Linked DNA regions of Mus musculus: region 1 is linked to region 2. Evidence: chromatin contacts called from public Hi-C data. All regions are on one chromosome and are shown on one strand. Each heading gives the region's core, a stretch centred on a gene start, on an enhancer-like site or on the middle of the called end of the contact. The rest is flanking DNA. Distances are from core to core; before and after follow the strand shown. Region 1 holds the start of Vamp3 (vesicle-associated membrane protein 3). Region 2 holds the start of Casp9 (caspase 9).

The links. Hi-C and Micro-C count contacts between places; a contact is called where the count stands out from the background.
Region 1: a Hi-C map of CD8 T cells shows a contact between it and region 2, with 5 times the contacts expected there. The contact joins the promoter of Vamp3 here to the promoter of Casp9 in region 2. A contact is called at or near these places in 2 of 484 Hi-C or Micro-C datasets (CD4 T cells and CD8 T cells).

The regions. Positions count from the first base shown.
Region 1 is chr4:151,056,100-151,062,724 of GRCm38.p6, forward strand. It overlaps Vamp3 (vesicle-associated membrane protein 3), which reads right to left and starts at 1,854. Exons shown (of 5, transcript NM_009498.4): 1 at 1,775-1,854; 2 at 63-144. The coding sequence starts at 1,776. It overlaps Gm38529, which reads left to right. Exons shown (of 2, transcript XM_017320565.2): 2 at 1-2,957. The coding sequence starts at 1,342. The coding sequence ends at 1,911. It overlaps Camta1 (calmodulin binding transcription activator 1), which reads right to left. Exons shown (of 24, transcript NM_001081557.3): 24 at 3,424-6,625.
Region 2 is chr4:141,790,873-141,797,191 of GRCm38.p6, forward strand. It overlaps Casp9 (caspase 9), which reads left to right and starts at 2,740. Exons shown (of 9, transcript NM_015733.5): 1 at 2,740-3,114; 2 at 5,563-5,962. The coding sequence starts at 2,983.

The DNA.
Region 1 (6,625 bases), core at 604-3,103, 9.3 Mb after region 2:
ATAAAATTCTAGAGAATTCCCATGTTTGTTTAAAAGTCACATTTAAAATTTTAGAGTGGTACCTCATCTACTTGATTTTGTGTCTGCTGGAGTCTTCGATTACTGCCAGTGGCAGCACTTGACCCCGAAGGCACACCTGTAGACCTGAAAGGTATAAAGTCACAAGTATGAGTACACTGTAATTCCCAGTGCACTTGATAAGCTAATATATAATCCCAATGCTCCAACCATGACATGGGAGGTGGACACATGAGAGTCTTGGAAGCCTGAGGGCCAGCTCACCTGATACATGCAGCACTGAACAAGAGATAGTGTCTCCAATAAGGTGGAAAGCCAGGACTGACATGTGAGGTTGTTCTCTGCTCTCAAGTGTCCTTTGCTCTCAAGTATACCATGGCCTGTTTGTGTGTATAAACTGTTATGGTGGGACGCAGTCTTAACTCCTTACACTGCAGTTATTTCTTAAAAGTCCCAAGGTAAAAAATAAAGGCACTAATATGTTTTTATAACCCCTCAATAATTCTTAAGACTGTATCACTTGATAGTGATAAAAGTCTGAAACAAATATTTAACAAGATCTGTTCTATGTCAATAAAGTGTGGGTTTTTTTTTTTTTTAAACTTGCTTTAAGACACACAGATGTTTAAAGTAGACTCCTGATCTTTTTGTTGTGGCTGATAATTAGGAACAATCACAGAACAGACAATATGAAGAAATAGGTTCAAAGTGCATGGAGGGGGTCTGTATGAACGGGAAGGAGGCTGAAGCAACTGTCTCTGTTGGAAAGTCATTCATCTCTCATAGGTTCAGTGAGTCTGGATTTTCACTCATCCCCACTTTTCACAAGTACTCTGGTTTTTAAGTCCTTATTGCCTCCATTAAACTCTTGTATCTAAAACAGCTTCCAATTTTTGCCTTCCTACACAACTGTCACTCTAGGGTTGACTCACAGCACTTTTTAAAGTTTGCACTGTGTCTACCACCAAGGACACATCACTGATGGCTGTCTCACATAACTCAGGGTCCGAAAATTAAACAGGTAAGGACCGTGCTCTGGAAGCACTATCCATGTTATTTATTTTTTCTCTCTTTAAAGTCTAATATCACTAAAGAGGATACTACGATCCTTCCCATCTTATTAAAACTTAGGCTGAACATGCGGCTGGCTGAACTGAACCAATTTAATCCTCTTGAGTGTGGACCGGACACTGCCATTTGCTCAGCAGTCTGACCAGGTACATCTTAAGTGGTGACAACAATTCTGGCTGAAGGTTGCAATTAGAAACCAATTTTAAAACCAGAGTGTGCTGGCTTAAAACGGAAGAGAAACCCATTGCCCAGATGCGTCGGGAGCGCCAAACGCTGGCCTACGACGGGCTCCCGGCCACCTCAGGTCTCCCGCTCCTGCCGGGCGCACCCCGCGCACAGAGTGAGCGTTCACGCTCGCTCCCGCCCCTCGCGAGGAAGGAGCCGCGGGGTGTGGCGGCCGCTTCCTCGGTCAGGCGGTGTCCCCACCCCCGTCCTTCCGCGTCTGCCCGCCGTCCGCGGGGCACTCGGGGACGTCGCGGCGCCACGACTCGTCCCGCAGCGTCCGGGGACAGGGTGCACCGCGGGGCCGCTGCCCACCTCAGGCCCCGGGACTCCGCGCGTAGGCCTGCGAGGCCTCCACTCGAGTCCGAGTGTCAAGCAGCGGCCACCGCGCCTGAAGCGGGTCGCAGGAGTGGGCCACCATCCCCGGAGCCCGCCTCGCCTCTCAGCGCAGCGCGTCACTCACATTTTGGCGGCGGTGGCGGCGGCGAATGGCCGAGGGTCGACGGACTCGCGCTGCAGGCAACCGAGGCTGAGGAGATGGGCGGGGCCGTGGTGACGTCACGAGCGGTGGCCGGACCGGAACCCGCGACGCGCTCTTAGTCGCCAGGGGCGCGCCGGAAATGGGCGGGATAGGAATCGAGCCGGGCGCAGCGCGGGCTGTCACCTCGGAGCAGAGCGGAGTGGGAGGGGCCAGAGCTTGCGCTGAAGTAGCGCCGGCGCTGACGAGTGGGCGGGCGTTCTCGGTGGACAAGTGGGCGGGGCTAGAGCGCGGCGCCTGCGCCTTTGGGCTGGGCTCTTCGCCGCCAAGGAATCACAGCAGCTCCCTGCAGTGTCTCTGCTGCCCTGTCTCTAGCCCTGGAAAGGCAGTTTAGAGTGAGAATGGGTACGTTTTACATTACTGTGAGCCCGCATACCTTGTCTCTCATGTTAGAAACAGCGGACGTGCCTAACGTTCCAGAATAATCTAGTGGTCCTGAGGAGACAAAGTTCTTTTCTGAGAAAGAGGCAGTAGGAAGTCCATGTGGAGTCTTGGCCACAGGATTTGGGAGAAGTCTCCTCTCAGGTTCTCACATGACAAATATTTGCCATTGCACGGATATTAAATCCCTAAAGGGAGCCTTGGCTTAGAGAACTGTAAGGTTCTTCATTTCTGTAATTCCCTGGCCCTTGCGGAGACGACACTCAATTTTTGTTCAACGGGGGTGAGTAGTTATGTGGAAAAGAATCCCAACAAGGTCTAAAACAGACTAAATAAACTCCGTTGGTGGATTCACTCAATGAAATACACTAAGGTATTTTTCCACTTCAGCATGGTAACTCCCAAAGGTGTGTGTTGCAATTAAAGAGCGCCACACCAGTGGGTACTAGGTTGAGTAGTAGTTATAAAAACCATTCTGGATAGGAGGAAATGGAGAGTGTGGGGCCGGGCTTAAACAGTGAACAGAAAATGCAGTGGGCTCCTGGTGGGAGGTTCAGAGTGTGAAACTGGCACTAGTTCTGAGGTAGATCAGAAGTGAAGTCCTACCAGAGAGATAACAGAACTCTACAGCCAAGAGGACTGGAACAGTGACGAAGAATACCTAGCAGGGAGGCCTTGTGAGGTAAGCTGGAAAGGGTCTTAAAAAAAAAAAAAACACACACAAAAACCACACACACACAACCCAGCCAACTACCTAGTAGAGCTAAAGAGTGTACTTAGTTGGCAGAGTGCTTGTCTAATATGCAGCCCTGGGTTTGATCCCCAGAACCACGTAGACCCAGGCTGTTAGCACACCCATAATCGCAACGAAAGCTTTTAGGTAAAAGGTTAAGAGGTTCAATGTCACCCTTAAGCTTAAGCGTTGGGAATTCATGGGTACTCTGAGCTACATGAGAAAGGTTAATTTAAAATTGAGATCCTTATCTTCCAAGTAACTGCATTTAAAATAAATCGATGTGTTAAGGAACCAGGCAAGGTAGGTAGAAAGGAAGTGCTTTGGGAAAGTGGCTCTAAGTGAAAGGCTGGGTGGGAGAACACTGCATGTGGAAAGTAAAATAATACTTCCAGTTCTAACTATGACCTCACTGTCAACACCTTGGATTTCAGATCAGGTTAAAGCAAAACACAGATAATATGGGGAAATTTTCTTCATTTTTAATTTACAGCAGAAAGAATATAAAGCATTCAGAAAACATTTTCCATATTTTTAAGGGCAATTCAAAACATTTTGCATGGTTTCCAGCAGCTGAGTTCTTCAACAGATCCATTGACTCAATGATGCTTTACATGCACAATTACAAAAATAAAACTTACAAAAAAGGAGACATCTAGACTAGTTTTACATGCAAGTCTCAGGGACCCCCCGTTGGGCGCCAACTACTGTGTGGAACTGCCATAAGCGACCGTGCAGCCAGAAAGGGGTTCATCTTAATGTCTTTATTTCATTCACACAGTACAGCTGATTTTGAATGGGTAACAAGGATAGCAATTAAATCTTCAGGAGACAGAATAAGATTAGCTATTAATTTTATCATGAAATCCTACTCCTGGCACTTGGGAATTCAGATTATCCAAGAAAGCTGCGCCTATCACCTTATATTCAAAATTAAGAGTTACAATCAAAAAAGGTGGTCATAAATGCTTTGTGTCAGTGGAAGTATGCTTCGACCTCACCTAGAATTCACAGTTGTACTGGTAGGTTTTGACCCTACTTCTATCTCCTCCATAAGAACTTCCTAATTCTATGTAAGTCTTTATCTTCCAGAGTTTTCTAACATATTCAGCTAATGTGGCATGTGAAACACTAAAAAATAAATGTGAGGGTTGAAGCAAATCCACTGAGGTCATTGCTCTGGTCAAATGATTGGTCATCTGAACCATAAGCAATGGAGTAAATGTATCCAGATCCATGATTGAGATAGGATATTCTGAAAAGAGCTGGCTTTACATTCTATTCCCTGTTATGAATACAATTGTTTATGTAAATTACTCAGTGTCCTCAGACAGGTCAAATTGTGTAAAATAATAGGTGTGGTGGGGGCGGGGGTAGGGGGGTCGAGGATTGCAACAGCTGCAACATAACCCACACATGTAAAAACAAAATTGGGTCGGGTCAGCTTACAAATGTACAGGTGGCTCCTAGCTGTGGGGCTGTCGCTGTTCCAAGCTGATCACAAGCAGAAAGACATGTACTGTACAGTAATTTGAGGTTGGCAGTGAAAGGAAGTAATTAAAAAACAAGTACAATTATAGAAAAGGCACCGAGAGCACTGACCCCAGTTTTTATTATTATTATTATTTTTAACCACAATCCTTTTGTTTCTACCTTCCTTCTGAAGACACCAGCTTAAAGCTCATTTGTGAATATTTTTAGGCTTCACAACAAGCCTCGAGTTTTAACTCACGGTTGGCAGCCAGAACCATGTTGGTTTGTTTTTTGTTTTTTGTTTTTTAAAAAAAGAAAATCTCATACCAACCAATTCTCACACTTAACCTGGGAGTTTTAAACTGGCATTAGCAAATGCAAAATTGGTTCTCTCATAAGTTAGCTTTGAAAGCATCAGATTTCTTTGGCTCCTCATTACCTGGAAAGTACTGTACCGTGGCACCCTTCCGTCAACACCAATCTCCACCGGGTTTCCCTTTTATTTTGTCGAGTGAGCAATTTTTATTCGTGGTTTTTGTTGTTGTTTGTTTTTTAATTTCCAGCAGGAGATATGAAAATGTGATATTTTTCTCATTTTGTCCTAATTTTTTTTCCTAAACATTGATCATCCTAATGTTCTTTGTTGGTGTGAGTGGATGGTGTTAAGGTCTCTAAGGATTCATCTTATGATTATCTATTTTGCAAAAGTAACTTAATTTTTTTAAGCAATATTAGCATTCACATTACTTGGCACCTTTGGCAAAAAAATTTTTTTTAAATAAAATAAAATAAACTCCTGATAGCCAAAATTAAATGTAAACATATCCTTTTTTTTTTTTTTTTAAAGTAATGCTACTCTGCCTCTTTTCCTAAGTCTAAATACAGTAGCTCCTTTTTATTTTTTGCAGGTCATGCTTTAGCAAAATGTTCTTCTACAGAACATTTAAAATAAAGTACTCTTATAGTGAAATAAAGTTTTTTTTGTTTCATTTTACAGACCATAGCCACTAATGCTTTGCTTTTGTTCTTTTTCTTGAATTCATGCACATCTTTGTTTTAATATATACAATATATACAAACAATACATCCACATTGTTCTCGCTCAGACAAAACTATACAAATAATTTCATCTTGCCATGTTATTGACCTCTGTGAATAAAATATTTAGCAATTAATATAACCCCTTTCAAATATTTTCTCGCTTTTTTTCTCCATTTCTACCTTTTGTATGTACACAGAAACCACTCTGTTTGGATGAGATAGAGCCAAAACATGGAATTTACTGGCCAGAATGCAGCACCACACTGGTCGTTTAGGTGGCAAATGTCCAGGCAAGGTTTATGATCTCTTGGAATTACTAAGGTTTCCAAGGTTACTAAAAAAGGCTACATGCGTTACCAAGTCTTAAGTAATCCTCACTGCAAGATAGTGGGGCAGACAAACTAAAGTGCTGACCATGAGAAGGGACAGGATGGCCACTATCCTTGCAGATTCCTGGGAGGTGGGGGGGGGGGCAAGAAAATGAATTTAAATCCCGTAAGCTGTTTCTCATTATTTCCCGTGCATTACCCGTTTACCACACACCCACCCCTCTGCAAATTTTCACAAGACATTAAAAACCTGCAGATTTTAAAAGTTGCATTAAGTGTGCTGTAGAGATTCAAACGAACGGACGGACAAACCGACAGACAGAAAGAAAGAAAAAAAAACGAAACAGAAACTCAAAAGAGAACAGTGAAGGAGATGAGGACAGGCGGACTCGCACAACTCGGGTGATCTAAGCCCTCCACTGAGAACCAAGGATTCAGCTTCTTGGAAGTCACCGCAGGTGCAGGCGCAGCGCTCCTCGTGTGGCTGACGTCGCCCCGCCTGTTCTTATCTATATTTTTGGTATAAATATTTGTACAGTTCCACACGATGTTTGAATACAGCCCTAATGACAAGGAAAGCGGCTTCCTCCTAAGATGAAGCCCTTCCAGTTCCTCCTGGTGTCTTGTTTTTCCTGTGATCCAACAGAAGATTTGAGTTCCAAGATGTCTTGCTGATCAAATTAAAAGTTGTCCATGAGAGTGCAAATGTAATGACCAAACATTCTCGTTAAAATCCTGCAGCTGACTCCCCAGAACTGCAGAGGGATTTTGTGTGTGTGTGTGTATATATGTGTGTGTGTGTGTGTGTGTATGTGTGCA
Region 2 (6,319 bases), core at 1,490-3,989:
AGCTTGCTCTTGACTAGCGAGGCCAGAACGTGCCTTCTAGCGAGGCGGAGTCGCTATGCATCACGGGATACCAGGAAGACCTCCCGGAACCGGGGAGGGGTTTCCACTGGTTGCCAGAAGATGGCCCACATCTAGCAACTGTTGCTAGGACGGGGACGCAGTCGCTGGTCCCAGTTCACTTTGACCCTATTCATAGAATCCTAGAGCGTCAGCGTTTGAGGCGACCTTAGGGATTCTTCCTAGTTCAACCTCTTCATATACTGAAGTTCGGAGAGGGCCAAAGACTTGCCCGAAGCTTAGAATCCAAGGCTCCAAATTCAGTACATCAACCCAAGGATGTTCTAGACTGGAATTTGGACAAGAACTGAGGGAAAGACGGGCGTGGTTGCGCACGCCTTTAATCCCAGCACTTGGGAGGCAGAGGCAGGTGGATATTTGAGTTCGAGGCCAGCCTGGTCTACAAAGTGAGTTCCAGGACAGCCAGGACTGTACAGAGAAACCCTGTCTTGAAAAAACAAACAAACAAGCAAACAAACAAACAAACAAACAAACAAAAGAACCGAGGGAAGAGGGCGTGGTGAATAAGGCTGACATTTTTTTTTTTTTTTTTTGCGCCCGTGACCAAGGGCTCTTGATGTATTTTCTATTCCATGCCTCGTGTTGAGTGAGTTCTTATGTAATCGGTTTCTAAAACACTTACCTAGCATGCTGTTTTTGTTGTTTGCTTTTGAGACAGGGTCTCACCGTGTAATCCTCGCTGGCCTGGAACTTACTAGGTGAATCAGGGTGGTCTCAAACTCAGGAGATCTGCCTGCCTCTGCCTCCTCAAAGAGTGCCGGGATTAAAAGTCTGCACTACCATGCCTGGCTCTCTCTTCTATACATTTAGTGTATATCGTTGTTCTTTGGGCTCTTTCAGGTAGAGCTCTTTCAGGTAAGCTCCTGCAGGTAGAGTCTCACACTTTTCTTGTTCAGCATTGTATCACTGTCTGCACAGACCTTGGTTTGTACAAGCTGCCAGTAAATATTTGAATAGTTAGTTGCAAAATAAATAAAAAATGAAGCTAAAGCCTATCATCGTCATCCCCCCCCCCCCCCCCGCCTCTCGTGCATGCTAGGCGAATGCGCTGTCGCAGAGCTGAATATTGGTCTGTGCCTAAGGCTTTGCTGCTCGAGTGACCTATACTATACCTGTGTTTTGGATTGATTTTCTGCACTGGCACCAGCAGACCAATTTGCACTCACTCATGTTTATTTTTACCAAGCTGAAACTAGGTTATTTAACAGTCTGAGAAATCAGGTGGCAGGGATAACTGCCAAATCCCCAAACAAGCCAGTTTTAGCCAACGTGGTGAATCTCCTTTACTTTGGGGCAACTAACCCCCTTTGAGTTTCTCATTACTGCTCTCCCCAGATTTCCTGTTTGTAAATTCACCTCAGCTGCTCCTCCCGAGTGTACATCCTATTTTATGGAAGGAAATGTTGACTGATGCCCAAATCAGGAAACAAGTGTAATATTATCGTTTGACATATTCCAAGGTGGATTCTTGGCTATGAGTCTATTCTGGTTCTGGTCACGCTGTGAGATCCCTGACACATGTCTACAGCTGTCATCAAGGAATAACTATATCCCTGTCAGGAATGTGGCATAAGGCTAGCAGAGAGAATAGCGTAAGGGGCTAGCACAATGCCCAATTACTTTTTTAAAAATGTGTTTAATTAGTTAATGCATATATGAGCACTCTGTCTTCATGCACAGAGGGAATCAGATCCCATTACAGATGGTTGTAAACCACTATGTGGTGGCTGGGATTTGAACTCAGGACCTCTGGAAGAACAGCTGGTCCTCTTTACCCTGAACCATCCATCTCTTCAGACCTTGTTCAATTACTTTTTTTAAAGATTTATTTATTTATTACATGTAAGTACACTGTAGCTGTCTTCAGACATCAGAAGAGGGTGTCATTTCTCAATACAGATGGTTGTTGAACCACCATGTGGTTGCTGGGATTTGAACTCATGACCTTCAGAATAGCAGTTGGTGTTCTTAACCGCTGAGCCATCTCTCCAGTTATTTCAATTACTTTTTAAGTCGTGGAAATAAGTGGTACAAAACTGAGAGAACATAGGATTAGATTCCTGGCAGTTTCTCTGGGGGAGGTGCTGAGGAGGGAAAGAGAGCGAGATCTAACCAATGAGCTTGGTTAGATTGAGGGCACGATAGCCCTGAAACAGCAGGCAGCAAGAGGTTTACTAGCCGCAGCGTTAGAAAGCCACAGCCAGCAAGGGACTTGAAAGATCTAGGACAAATGTCTAGGCGTGGTTTTCTTCCCTTTTCTCTCGTGATCCTTTGAGTATCTGTAGAAGTAGGGTCATTGTGAATTTTGGTAGAGCAATCGCCATGCGAGGGGAAAAGTTACAACTACCGCTAAGCAGAACCAGCAAATGGGAGCAAGATAGCAAGGCAACCACAAGGCCTGGAACCCTAGGGGAGAGTCTGGGATGCAAAGGAGGGCTTCGGGGCGGGGCGAAGGAACTCGGTAGGGCGGGATTGCTGGTCTACGAGGCGAGGAGGGGCGAGTCCTAGGGGAGAAGCGTTATCATGTGAGGCAGGTCTTAGTCCGTACGGCGAAGTGATGGGGCGGAGCTTGAATGCAGCGCCAGTGGGCGTGGCGAAGCAGCGCGGTCGTAGGGCGTGGCGAAGGGGCGGGGCCTGAGAGCGCGGCGTTGAGGGAGGTGTTGGGGGCTGGTGGTGGGGTGAGCGGCCGTGGGAGCTGTTTTGATTGCGGAGGTGGAGCCCAGTGAGCGCGAGTCACAGGCCGCGGGGCGGGGCGGGGCGGGGCGGAGCGGAGCCCAGTGGACCGGGTGACCGCTGGCCGGAGCGGGATCCCTGGAGGCGCTATGTGGGGGCGGGGCGTGGGCGCCGGGGCGGAACCCGAGGGCCGGAAGCGGACAGAACCCGGGGTCCCGCAATCGGCTCGCCATGGACGAGGCGGACCGGCAGCTCCTGCGGCGATGCAGGGTGCGCCTAGTGAGCGAGCTGCAAGTCGCGGAGCTCTGGGACGCTCTGCTGAGTCGAGAGCTCTTCACGCGCGACATGATCGAGGATATTCAGGTGCGCCCCGCCTCCTTGTGTCCGCCCTCTTTTTCCCGCGGCGCAGATAGGGACTGGGAGGTCGCTGAGAGGTTCTCTGAAGCCACTACGGAGCTCCTGCCCTTTTTTTCCGCTTTGCACCCTGTGCAATCCACGCCCTGGGAAACCATGGTGTGGGAACTCCATTTTTAAAACCTTCCCCAGTACTGCCCTCTTAGTTCGCCACAAGAATAAAATAGAAGAACCCATGCTCCTCTTTTGTGGAGTGTTTGTTAAAAGCGGTCTGTAATCTGCACCGTTTGAACTTTTATGATTTTTCTCTTCTCTAGTATAAGGGCCCTAGACACCCACTTTAGCCTTATACTGGCACATTGTACCAGTCACTTCCCGTTTTTGAATCTCAGTTTCTAGGGCTGTGAAATGGAACGGTGGTCATCCTGTCCTAGGACAAGGACATAGAATCAGGATCTGTCTTTTTTGGCTGGGCTTTTATCAAGTGCATGTTTTATAAAGGAGTTCAGAAAAGAAGGAATTTGATGCAGGTAATGCAGAAGAATAAAATCAAACATTTGATTTTTTTTAATCCACTTTCGCCCACTTAAACCTAGAGCATGAGTCACAATGTTGATGGCTTGTGTAAAGGGGTGTATTGAATTTCTACGCTATATGGATTACTGTGTGAGTGGAATTATTCTGGATCAAAATATAATGGTGGCAGTATTATTTTCATTGTACTAGAGTTCAATTTTAGCTTGATAAAATTCTGTATTACACAAGGGAAAAGGTCAACTTGTTCAAAGTCTAAAGATGAGTATGAAAATTACAGAGAAAACAGGATAGCTGTATGCATAAATGCATCTTCTATTGGAAGATACAGAGTAAAAACTCTTAAAGGACTCTAAAAAGAGAAAAAAAAAACCACTTTAGCATCTTTGTTCCAGTTGATGCCTCACCACAGGTCTGAAAAGGGAATATTTCTTTCTGAGAGGATATGAGTGCCAGGCCCTGGGGGACTGTCTACAAGGCTGTCTCCAGCATCTGTATTGGAACGTGGCTTGGTCCAGTGAAGGAGATAGAAGAAAGTGGTGTAGAGTCATGTGGTTAGCTGCCAAATAATAACAAAAGTAGGCTCAGGAACACATTTGGATGGGCCCATACTGATCAAGAAAAGTGGTTTGAAGGGAAAGTCCTAGCCTTCCAGAAGGCATATTAAGGGGGATCAGGAGCTGAACTGCCCAGAGTGGCACCAGCAGCCACTGTCTTGCTCCCTTCTCCAGCCAAGTGTGGTCAAAACAGTTCTGCCCTTGTGTTGGCAGTGGCAGATTGTTTGAAAGGAGCAGTTTGATCCAGGGGTGCCGGCATACATCTGGAATCCAAGCACTCAGGAGGTAGAGGCAGGAGGATCAGGTGTTCCCAGGGCATCCTTGGCTACATGCAGAGTTTGAGGCCAGCCTGGCTACCTGAGATGGAGTCTTCAGAAGCCAAAACTAAGGACTGAGAGCTGCCTCTGTGGATAAGAGCATTGATTTCAGTTTTCAGAACCCATGTGGTAACTCACAACTATTGACTCCAGTTCCAGGTGTTCTGACACCCTTTTCTGGCCTCCACTGGTACCATGCACACACAGTTGCCACATACAGACTCAGATAGAAAGATACATACACACGTACATACATATACACACATACATACATACATACATGCATACTTAAATACTTAAAAGCAAAATCAGAACACGAAGCCTGATGTATAGCTTGTTTGGTACAGTGCTTGTCTAGCATGCATGAATCTCTGAGTCCAATCCCCAACATAAACCAAGCCTGGTGACTCTGGAGGCAGGAGAGTCAGAAGTTCAAAGGTCATCCTCTGCTATGTAGGAAGTTGAAGGCCAGTCTTGGCTACTTGAGAATTCCTGCGCCCCCCCCCCCCCAAATATGAAAGCTTTCCCCTCATACAAAAGAGAAACTTAACTTTTCTCAAAAACAAAAATGCTGGAGATCTTGATTTCTATATCCAGTTCTCTTATTTTAATGCTAGAAACAAACTGAGAAAAATTTAAGTACCTTGTGTAAACTACTGACCACTGTTTTTGCTACTTTTAGTAGGGCTAATTAGCACTTAGCACAGCACTGGACACCCACAGTAGGTATCTTTCTGCTTTGCAGAGGGACATGAACTCAGGGCACTGCTGGATTAGGTTCTGCCCACCTACCACAGGCATATTAAGGGGGATCAGAAGCTGAACTGCCCAGGGAGGCGCCAGCAGCCTCTGATTTCCTTCAGCTAAGTGTGGTCAGAGCAGTTTCCAACCTAGTGTTGGCAGTGACAGACTGTTGCTTGTTCCAGGGGTGGTGACACACACCTGGAAGCCAGGACTCAGGAGGCAGAGGCTAGGTGAGAAATGGGAAGTAGGTTAAGGGCCACATGGAAGTCCCTGGATAATGAGTGTCTGGTTTTCTATCCAAACAGCAGGCAGGATCTGGGTCTCGGCGGGATCAGGCCAGGCAGCTGGTCACAGACCTTGAGACCCGAGGGAGGCAGGCCCTTCCTCTCTTCATCTCCTGCTTAGAGGACACAGGCCAAGGCACCCTGGCTTCACTCTTGCAAAGCGGTCGGCAAGCAGCCAAGCAGGATCCAGAGGCTGTTAAACCCCTAGACCACCTGGTGCCTGTGGTCCTGGGACCAATGGGACTCACAGCAAAGGAGCAGAGAGTAGTGAAGCTGGACCCGTCACAGCCTGCCGTGGGAAACCTCACCCCAGTGGTGCTGGGGCCAGAAGAGCTCTGGCCTGCTCGGCTCAAGCCAGAGGTTCTCAGACCAGAAACACCCAGGCCCGTGGACATTGGTTCTGGCGGAGCTCATGATGTCTGTGAGTATCAAGAGAATGTCTGGTGGGTGTGTACACTGAGGTTATTGGCGTGTGACTTGGGTACAGCTCAGATTGAGACTCAGAATTTAATTGTGGTATTTGTCTTAATGAAGGCTCATAGGGGATGAGCAGACATTTCCAGTCAGTCTATAGGAGATGTAATTTTGACAGCCCATCTGAAAAGCAAGAGTCTGATTTGTATTCTTCTTGTTTCTCTCAGTTTTTCTGGGGGGTTGGGTGGGGCTGTTGCTCAGGGTTGGCCTTTGGCTTCTGGTGGGTGTCTTAAATTACCATGTCAGACAGGAGGTGTGGGGAAGCTGACTGTCAGGCCTCGGGCCTGCACACATCTGTATTGCA